3 separate regions of the Mus musculus genome follow, and all the other regions are linked to region 3. A link is a contact called in public Hi-C data. All regions are on one chromosome and are shown on one strand. Each heading gives the region's core, a stretch centred on a gene start, on an enhancer-like site or on the middle of the called end of the contact. The rest is flanking DNA. Distances are from core to core; before and after follow the strand shown. Region 1 overlaps Ntm (neurotrimin). Region 2 holds the start of Ntm (neurotrimin). Region 3 overlaps Ntm (neurotrimin).

The links. A called contact is a pair of places that touch in the nucleus more often than the background predicts.
Region 1: a contact with region 3 is called in a Hi-C map of cerebral cortex, with 1.7 times the contacts expected there. The contact joins two enhancer-like sites. A contact is called at or near these places in 10 of 484 Hi-C or Micro-C datasets (the AtT-20 cell line, the HL-1 cell line, cerebellar granule neurons and 3 more) and 1 of 9 other capture datasets (adipose tissue).
Region 2: a contact with region 3 is called in a Hi-C map of uterus, with 3 times the contacts expected there. The contact joins the promoter of Ntm here to the enhancer-like site in region 3. A contact is called at or near these places in 1 of 39 promoter capture datasets (hippocampal neurons), 9 of 484 Hi-C or Micro-C datasets (B cells, the HL-1 cell line, brain and 3 more), 1 of 115 datasets of contacts at active chromatin or transcription factors (embryonic hindbrain) and 2 of 9 other capture datasets (embryonic tail and pancreatic islet).

Annotation. Positions count from the first base shown.
Region 1 is chr9:29,200,568-29,203,267 of GRCm38.p6, forward strand. The region is part of intron 1 of Ntm (neurotrimin); the gene reads right to left. Among named protein-coding and RNA genes, the nearest start is that of Gm15520, 170 kb to the left of the region's middle. Within about 2 kb of position 1,299, at least 12 of the 459 cell types and tissues checked have an H3K27ac peak or open chromatin away from gene starts, as enhancers often do. A contact at or near this core is called in cerebral cortex, where this site is marked.
Region 2 is chr9:29,411,301-29,414,000 of GRCm38.p6, forward strand. Ntm (neurotrimin) reads right to left here and starts at 1,385. Exons shown (of 7, transcript NM_001357602.1): 1 at 256-1,385. The coding sequence starts at 422.
Region 3 is chr9:29,316,620-29,319,319 of GRCm38.p6, forward strand. The region is part of intron 1 of Ntm (neurotrimin); the gene reads right to left. Among named protein-coding and RNA genes, the nearest start is that of Ntm, 95 kb to the right of the region's middle. Within about 2 kb of position 1,277, at least 65 of the 459 cell types and tissues checked have an H3K27ac peak or open chromatin away from gene starts, as enhancers often do. A contact at or near this core is called in brain, cerebellar granule neurons, cerebral cortex and 2 more, where this site is marked.

The sequences.
Region 1 (2,700 bases), core at 49-2,548, 120 kb before region 3:
TAAGTACTGATCCTACAGAAGCCACATCTGATTGATACTCTCAGAAGTACGTGTTCAGTTTCTCAAACCTTACTGATAGAGTAGGCAGGGCTAGCAACAGCTGAGTGGTAACATTACATATGCACATTCAAAAGACATTTATTATCTGAAAGACACTGTTTAGAAATTGTGTTTCTACTTAATTTGTGATAAATGATTAGTAAACTTGTTTGTCAATGTAATAAAAAAAAAAAAAAACACTGAGACTCATAGAGCATTCTCAATGAGATGCACATAGCTTGTTATCTAAGAAGAGTAAGAAGCAGCCACTCTCACAGGAGGAAGAGGTGATTGCTTGCCTGAACTCTTCCTCCCCACGTCCTCCCCAGGCAGCCCTCTGCCCTGTACAATCTATCCTAGACAGACTTTCTTCTGCCAAAGCAAACTGATTACCCTAAGGTGGAGGATGGATGGCCAACTAAAGAGATATCTTTTGTCCAAACGTGCCTGGAAAGATTATAAACCATGACGAGGTCCACTCCTCTACCTGGACAGAGAAGGCTAGATCTAGGTTAGATCTAAGAGGAGAGCTAGCCTCTGGAACATAAGGATTATAAACTCAGACATCGCTCAGCCTTCTGGCATGACATTCTTTCTCCTATTAATAGCAACTTTGTCCCATTCTGCTTATCCAAGAAAATGGAATGAATGAGACTTGGCTGCAAGTATGAGAGAGAATAAAATCCAGGAGAGCAATAAATTGGAGTACAGAGTGGCAGACACCATAATCCGCTGGAATGCCTCTCTGGCTCAAGGAAAAGTACCTCTTTGGGGAACCAGCAAAGGAAATCAATGCCCATAAAAGCATCCAGAGCACAGGCAACAGCAGAAAAAATAGACACTGTTGACCAGGACATGCGGCAGATTGCAGGTTGTAAAACAAAATAGAAAGTCATTAAAAAGGCGGGCAAAGGGCATGCTTGCACGATGCAGATGTCACTGGGGACCTGCGTTAGGGGGGCTCGGGACTTCTCATTAGCTGGGAGGTCAGTATTGTCTGTATGACTCTGGGGTCCCACATGGTTGATCCCTGCTCAGCGGCATGGAGGTGAGAAGTGGTTACACGGGCAATAGGTCCACTTGGTAGCACGTTCTAACCAGCTTATCGGGTTATTAACACATCACAAGCATATTGAGCTGTATTCATTTAGGGTTCGGGTTGCTTTAACCAAAGACTGTTCTGGGAAGCCTGCCAGGATATGTATTTCTGGAAGGAGTTCCCTTTCTACCTCATACAGCACCTTTTGATCCACCAGAGGGCAGAGTCAACCCATGAGACCCAGGCTTAGGAGCTTTGTGGGGTTGTGTGCAGTCGGGAGGATATCTGCAGGAGGGGACCATAAAAGCAAAGCCATCAACAAATTCTCCTTATACAGGAAGTAGGGAAACACTTCCCACAACTTCCGGAACAAGACAACTAGCCAACAATAGGACCTGAAAAGGAGCAGGGTTAAAATGTCACTGGTATGTTGTGCCTCAGTTTCCCAACATGTCAAAGAAAAGGTGCTTGAATCTTCTTGGTGTATTTATAAATCAGACTGCCTTTTACAGATCATCAAGAGCATCTCTCATAACACAAGAGGAACGGCTGGAGGAGCCAGGCTTTAAGCTCATAGCCAACAAAGTAGAAGGCCTGCTTGGAAGGCCTTTCCCAGGCTTCCCACTTCTGTCTCCCACTGGCCCTCTGCAGGCCTCTACCCCAGGCGTCCCCATTCTAGCCCTTCCTTGCTTTTCATTGTCTTGGCCACCTGCTCCAGTTCCCCTTGTCTTGGGAGAAATAAAAGTAAGCCCCAAAATAACTCCTGGGGGAGAATGACAGCAGCTGCCTGCTGCCATCCCAGAAGATAACTCCAGAGTTCTGGCAAGGTGCCAGCAGTGGTGTGAGCTTTGATTTCCAGAGCTATTGCCTATGTTCCACAATAGCTCAGCCTTCGTTTATCAGAGAGAAGAGGATGATGGAGGAGCAACAAAAAAAAAAAAAAATACCTTCCCAAACCATAATAATAACAGGCACCAGCATCTGTCATCACCCCCAGCAGGATTCCATGGTATGTACCACATGCCAATCACATGGCTTCATCAAGAACTGACTCCACAGCTGGACTGGAAAAAAAAAATCACATTACCCTCCCTGATACTGTCCAATGTTCTTAAACCAACCCTGTGGGAAAGCAAACCCATCAGGCTCTTTTGGACTAGAAAAGAATGGATACAGAATCATCTGTTGGTTAGTTTTGTTTTATTTTTCCATCACAAGCGTTCTCTGACATAACCAAGTAGCCAGACACCAGCTCATTCTCGGTCTCTGTTCCCCTACATTACACAAGAGTGTGTGCTTGGACTCAAGGAACTCACAGACAAACGATGATGCCTTCTACCAACAGCTGGTACACTCCAGCCCTGTCAGAACCGAAGACAATCTTCCTCTTCTCCTGTTCCTTCTACTCTTCCTCCTCCCCTATCTCTTACACACACACACACACACACACACACACACACACACACACACACACACACACTCACTATACTCTTTCCTATCCCTATACACCTCAATAGTAAATTATGTGGGCATAATTTAGTCCAGGTTTCTTGGGCATCATAGAACACATGCACAAATCTATTCACTAAAATCATCTCACAGAATGTTGTAGGGGTATATAT
Region 2 (2,700 bases), core at 135-2,634, 95 kb after region 3:
TAAGACAGCTATCCCTCACCTTTAACAAACCCTTGGGTCAAAGGAGCCAGGTTTGGAAAGCACAGCTCTCCCCTAGCATTACCCTGAGGTTGCCACATTCCTTGGTAGAGCAGTTAGCTCATCCAGGAATTGTGCAGCGCAGCAAGCTAGGGATCTCTCCACTAGCCCTGGCTTGCTCCAGAGCACACACCCGCACCCCTGCCCCTTTGCCCCAGCCGAAACAAATCATCATTTAGTAGAGTGGCAGTTCCCTACCTGAGGGTGGCGCTCTCCCCCTGCCTGACCGTCACGTTGTCCATAGCTTTGGGAAAGGTGGCATCTCCGCTACGCACCGGCACTCCTGTGGGTACAAGGAATAGCAGCCTGAGAGACACGACCACGAGGCACTTCCAGGGCAGGAACAGGTACCCACAGACCCCCATTCTCGACAGCCACAACTTCCCAGAACTCCGGTAGTGGCACGCACACGCCCCCCGGGCGAGCACAGGAAGTGGGTGGGGTGGGGAGTGAGCGCGGGGACCCAGCGATGAACTAGCGGCGACCGCGCGATGCACTGGGAGGAGAAAAGCGCGCAGACTCCTCCAAGTCTAATATTCCTCCCCTAAATCCAGCCTCAGCTCGCAGCCTCCGAGAACCAGTTTCCACACACATCCGAGGCGGACTTTCTCCGTGCTGCCTGTAGCCAGGAAGGTGGCCAGGAAGGAGAAGCGCAAGGCAGGCAAGCAGGCGCACAGGTGCGGGTCTCAGAAGCTGCCTCTTCCCCGTAGCAGTTCAGGCATGGCACTTTGGACAGGAGTAAGCACTTTGGTATCCAACGGGGTTGTGGCTGGGTTGAATCCAGCTACCCAGATGTGGTCTACGATTCCTCAGTCGAACGAGAGGAAATCCAGCACTTTCTTAAGTTTCAGAGCAAGGCTCGGCGCCAGAAACAATCTGGAACAATAGCAGATGGAAAGTAGAGCACGCAAGAGGCGGCACGGAGGGAGCAAGGAGGCGCCTGCTAAGCCGGCTTCCTGCAATCCGGACTCGGGAATCCTGCCGCAGAGCCACGGTCAACTTGCTCAGAGCCCAGATTCGCGCTGCAGCTTGGGCTGTCTCTGCAGCGCAGCAGCAAGGTTGGAGCGGCGCGGCAGGGGCGGACCGCAGCGGTCCCTAGCCCGCTCTCTGGCTCGCTGCAGAAGACGAAGCGCAGTCGGCACCACCGGAGCCGCGGACGCCACGCTCAGCGGCCGCCCCCGGCCTCCGCGCTGCCTTCCTCCCGGGAGCAGCCCCGACGCGCGCGGGCCCCGACCGCCGGGGTTGTCATGGCAGCAGCTCCATCCCTGACCGCCACTTTCTCTCCTTGCCGACTCCAAGCGATCCGGCTGGCGGGAGGCACGGACTGTGCGCTCATCCTGGCGGGTGCGGGGCGCGGGCGCCCACCTTAACCCCCGCCGCGCCGGGCCAGGGCAGGGCGGTGTACCACCTCTGGCCACCGTTTTAACCATTTCCGGATTTGAAGAGCTAGCTCTTCGCAATTAAGAAGACAAAGTTACTGTGAGGTCTTAATAACCCTAGACATCTTAATAAGGGTCACAAACTAACTAGGAAGAGAAGAGCCTGCAGCATGCATATGTGCACCTTTAAAATGGTCAAATTAATTCTATCAGCATTGAGAGTACATTTACAACGTTAGGAAGATGCTTTAAATAATCTCATTTTTATTCAATGTTACACCACCCTTTGCACTACACCCACCCTCTTAAAACCCCGCAGACTCAACACAGCCATTCTAAGAGATAGTCCACGTAAAATATAAATGTGGAAATTCCAGAAGGACCTTGGTTGATGGAGTGAGCAAAATCCCTTTAAAATGTTGGTCAAGTTCAACACAGCCTTTTTTCAATTCCCCAACCTCACCCCAGACACTGAGAATGCTAACTGGGTAAAAGGTACACAGGCATGGGCCAGTGTAAGCCACAGCCTTGTTTATAAAGAAGATTCTCTGGGTTCTGGGTTCACACTCTGGCGTACCTGATTTCATCTCCAAGAGGCGTGGCTTTCTTTAAATCTTTGAAGCCCAAAGAAAGACTGGATATGCCTGAGCTTCTGTGACTTCTCTCTGTCTGCTGCTGGTTCCTCTGTGCCTACATCATGTTTCTCCCTTCACACTAACTCTGATGGACCATGCCTGGTCCCTGTACAGGGAACAGGGTAGATCCGTTAGAACAGTGTGGGTAACGCCAATAGGCTCCCTTCCCTGGAATTTCCAGTCCTGAGCTCCCAATACTGTCCTGAATTGTTACTGGGAAAGGAATGGGGGTACACTGGTTCTGTTTATTTCCCTAGACTTTCTCTTGCATTCAGTTGGGGCACTATTTTTTTTAAAAAGTCTATGAAATAAAAGTGGGTGGGGGGGAGTGCTTCCCCAAAGCCATCCAACACCAGATACGAAGAAAACATTACTACAGAACCATTATTAACCTCAGAGGTGCTGGTACCAATGAACATTGACGCTATGGAGTCACACCAGCCGTTTCCATGTAGATAGTATGTAAGGATCCACACGTGCACCTGTCCCACAATCTCCCCCTCACACTACTACAGTGGAGGGGTGGGTAGAGGTCAGCTGTGGAATGTGTTAACCAAACTCAAAAATGGCAAAAGAAGATGAGTAAGCTAGCTTTTCTAGCTTTGTAGTTGCCCAGACACTTCTGGGCT
Region 3 (2,700 bases), core at 27-2,526:
CATTTGTAGAACTGAAATCCACTGGGGGAAAATGGTTTATGGTAAATAAACTGAAGGAACCTCCACAGGAAGTATAGCCTAGAAATAAATAAAGTAGAAACAACACCAGACATGGAGGTGGCAGAGTCTCTAAGAGCTGGGAACCAGAGATCTGATATCCTTCCTGGCGTAAGAATTCTCTCCCTCAGGAACTAACAAAGGGCTGATATCAGATATGTACCTGGTTTTTGAGACAAAGCTATTGTTCAGCCCACAACCTAGAATTTTCAAGAAAAAATGTAGTGAAAACAGGTGGGACTACCCCAGGTTATGCCCAATGGAGGGTCAGCTCCACCCCAGCCCCCACTGCCACCCCAGATTTGCTTGATGATATCTCTGAGGCTGAGTGGGTCTCAGCCTCGCCCACTGGACTCACAGCTGAACTCGCCAAGCTGCCTGGGATTTTGCTCTCCTTGACGCCCTAAAAGAGATTTGATCAGGCCAGGTGGAAAGACAAAGCTACGTGTGAGAAATCACCATCATGCAGAACGGGCAGGAAGAGAGGAGGAGAGGAAGAAGAGAAATCAAGCATGAAAAAGAAAAGGGAAATATAGCCAGAGACACAGAAAGCCTGTCACATCTCTCCACGCTGCAACAAAAGCAAGGGAGAGATAGTTTCTCTTTAATGAATGCTTTGATCAGCCACAGTTGATATAATAATTATATAAAACTAGAACAAGACAGAAATAAGATATGTTTTTTCTCTCTCTCTCTCAAGGAGCCTGTAACCTCTGCAATTGGTTCATAGATTTAAGAAATGAATAAGGCCCTTCAACACAGAAGCATACTTCGGGAGAACCTGCTTTTCCTGTGACTTATGCAGGAGACTCTCCGAAAAGCCTGCATCCCCTTTCTTTCTTGCCTTGGAAAGGCTGCTCTGTCAGCCATGACTCTGAAAGAGAACTAATGGTGATGGAATTTTCGTCACATGTATCTTGTCAGGATTTCTCAGGCCAATACTGCTTTTTAATCCACGGTCTGACAACAAATCCTGGGTTCCCTCTCTACCACAACCTTTCTCCTTACTTCAACTGACTCCTTACTTCTATCTCCACTCTGTTGGCCATTTCCCAAGAAATAAGATACCCAGTGCTTCTGGAAGTATTGACTTGGCTAGTCTCCAGAAGAGGAGGAGAAAGTGTCATTCTTTTTAAAAATGATACTCCCACAAGCACGTGCTCTTTAGAAATAGTAGGAGAGAGAGGTGGTTACCATGGGAACAGAGGCAGACACACAAATAGGAGCCACACATTTCTCTCAAGGGAGTACCAGCAGGGACTACTCCTTGCTCCTATCACCACCAGAGCCTCTTTTGAAAGCTTTCTTCCCTGAGTTGGAAGACAAGCCAACGTGAGGGAAAAGGGCATCCTCCTCTGAACTTCCAGATGAGAGTTGGTGAGTCTGACTGAGCCACAAGTTGTTCCTGTGGTCCTCAGTGGGGACTGCCTGAGTCTGAGTCTGGAAGGAAGAGAAAACAAAACAAAACAAAACAAAACAAAACAAAAAAACAAAACTGGTAACTGCTTCTCACAACTCTTGGTACGACCTTGAGTCACAAGCTTGTGAAAAGTTGAGACAATCTCCTACAATACCTATGCTGCTTTAGAGCTCAGCCACATGTAAGAGTGAGAAATGGGAAGAAGGCAGGGACTAACAAACCTACTGATCACTTTAATCCCATACTAGCCCTTCATAGGAGCATACTGAATTTACCCAGAGAAAGGGAAGGCATAAAAGATGGACTGTGGGGACCTCCTTAAAGAAAGAAGGAGTTGTACCTAGCACCTCACTGAAGTAGGGTTCATGGAGTGTGAGGCTAACTCTACTATGAACATGTTAAAAAAACAAATAAAAGTAAGTCATTTCGCTTTCTGGGTTTTTTGTTTTTTTGTTTTTTCTTAAACTCAGGTTTAGAGTAACAAAAAGCCAACCAGATGTTTGGTAAACAGCCGGTTGATTAAACAGCATTCAGGTCACAAGGAAGCTTTCAGGAAAAGATGATGGGCAGCTTTGTCAGGTGTGGCTCAAGCATAGCCTTGCCTGGGTGGTGGGACCCAGAGGCCGTGGGGATGCGGCAGAACTGGAAGCCTTCCCCTGCCACATGCCGGACTCTGATTTATGGGGACTGGAACAATTTGTCTAAAGCTGTAATTTTAACTACCTCCGTGCTGAGCAGCCAATCAGTGGGCTTGCTGCACGCAGCTTTTACGAGTCCCCATAAAAGCAGCAAAATGAAAACTCAGGGGCCCTTAAAATATACTCCAAGGGTTTCTGCAGTGCAATTGGAGGCTTTTATGACTCCTGTCAGGACTTTTATGACCCCGTAAAACCAGGCAGCAGCCTGGCCTGAGATGAAAAGTGGCCCCACTGTCTTAAAGTCTAAATGGTCTGTACATTTACAAGGCCTCCAGGAAAGATGGGGGAACACTGCCAGGACCAGGGGGTTGCCTGGAGTGAAGGCAGGGCGTGGGGCAGAAGGACTGAGAACAGGGAAAGGAAGAGCTGGATCAGGAGAGGAAGGGGATGAGCTGAGCATGCGCTCTTCAGCCTGTCAAAGCTCAGGCCCCCAAATTTTCCTGCCACTCTCCAAACAGGAGTGGCAGAAGGAAGTATAGCCAGGCAAGAGGTACTGACACTGGGAAGAAGGAAACTGAGGAACTG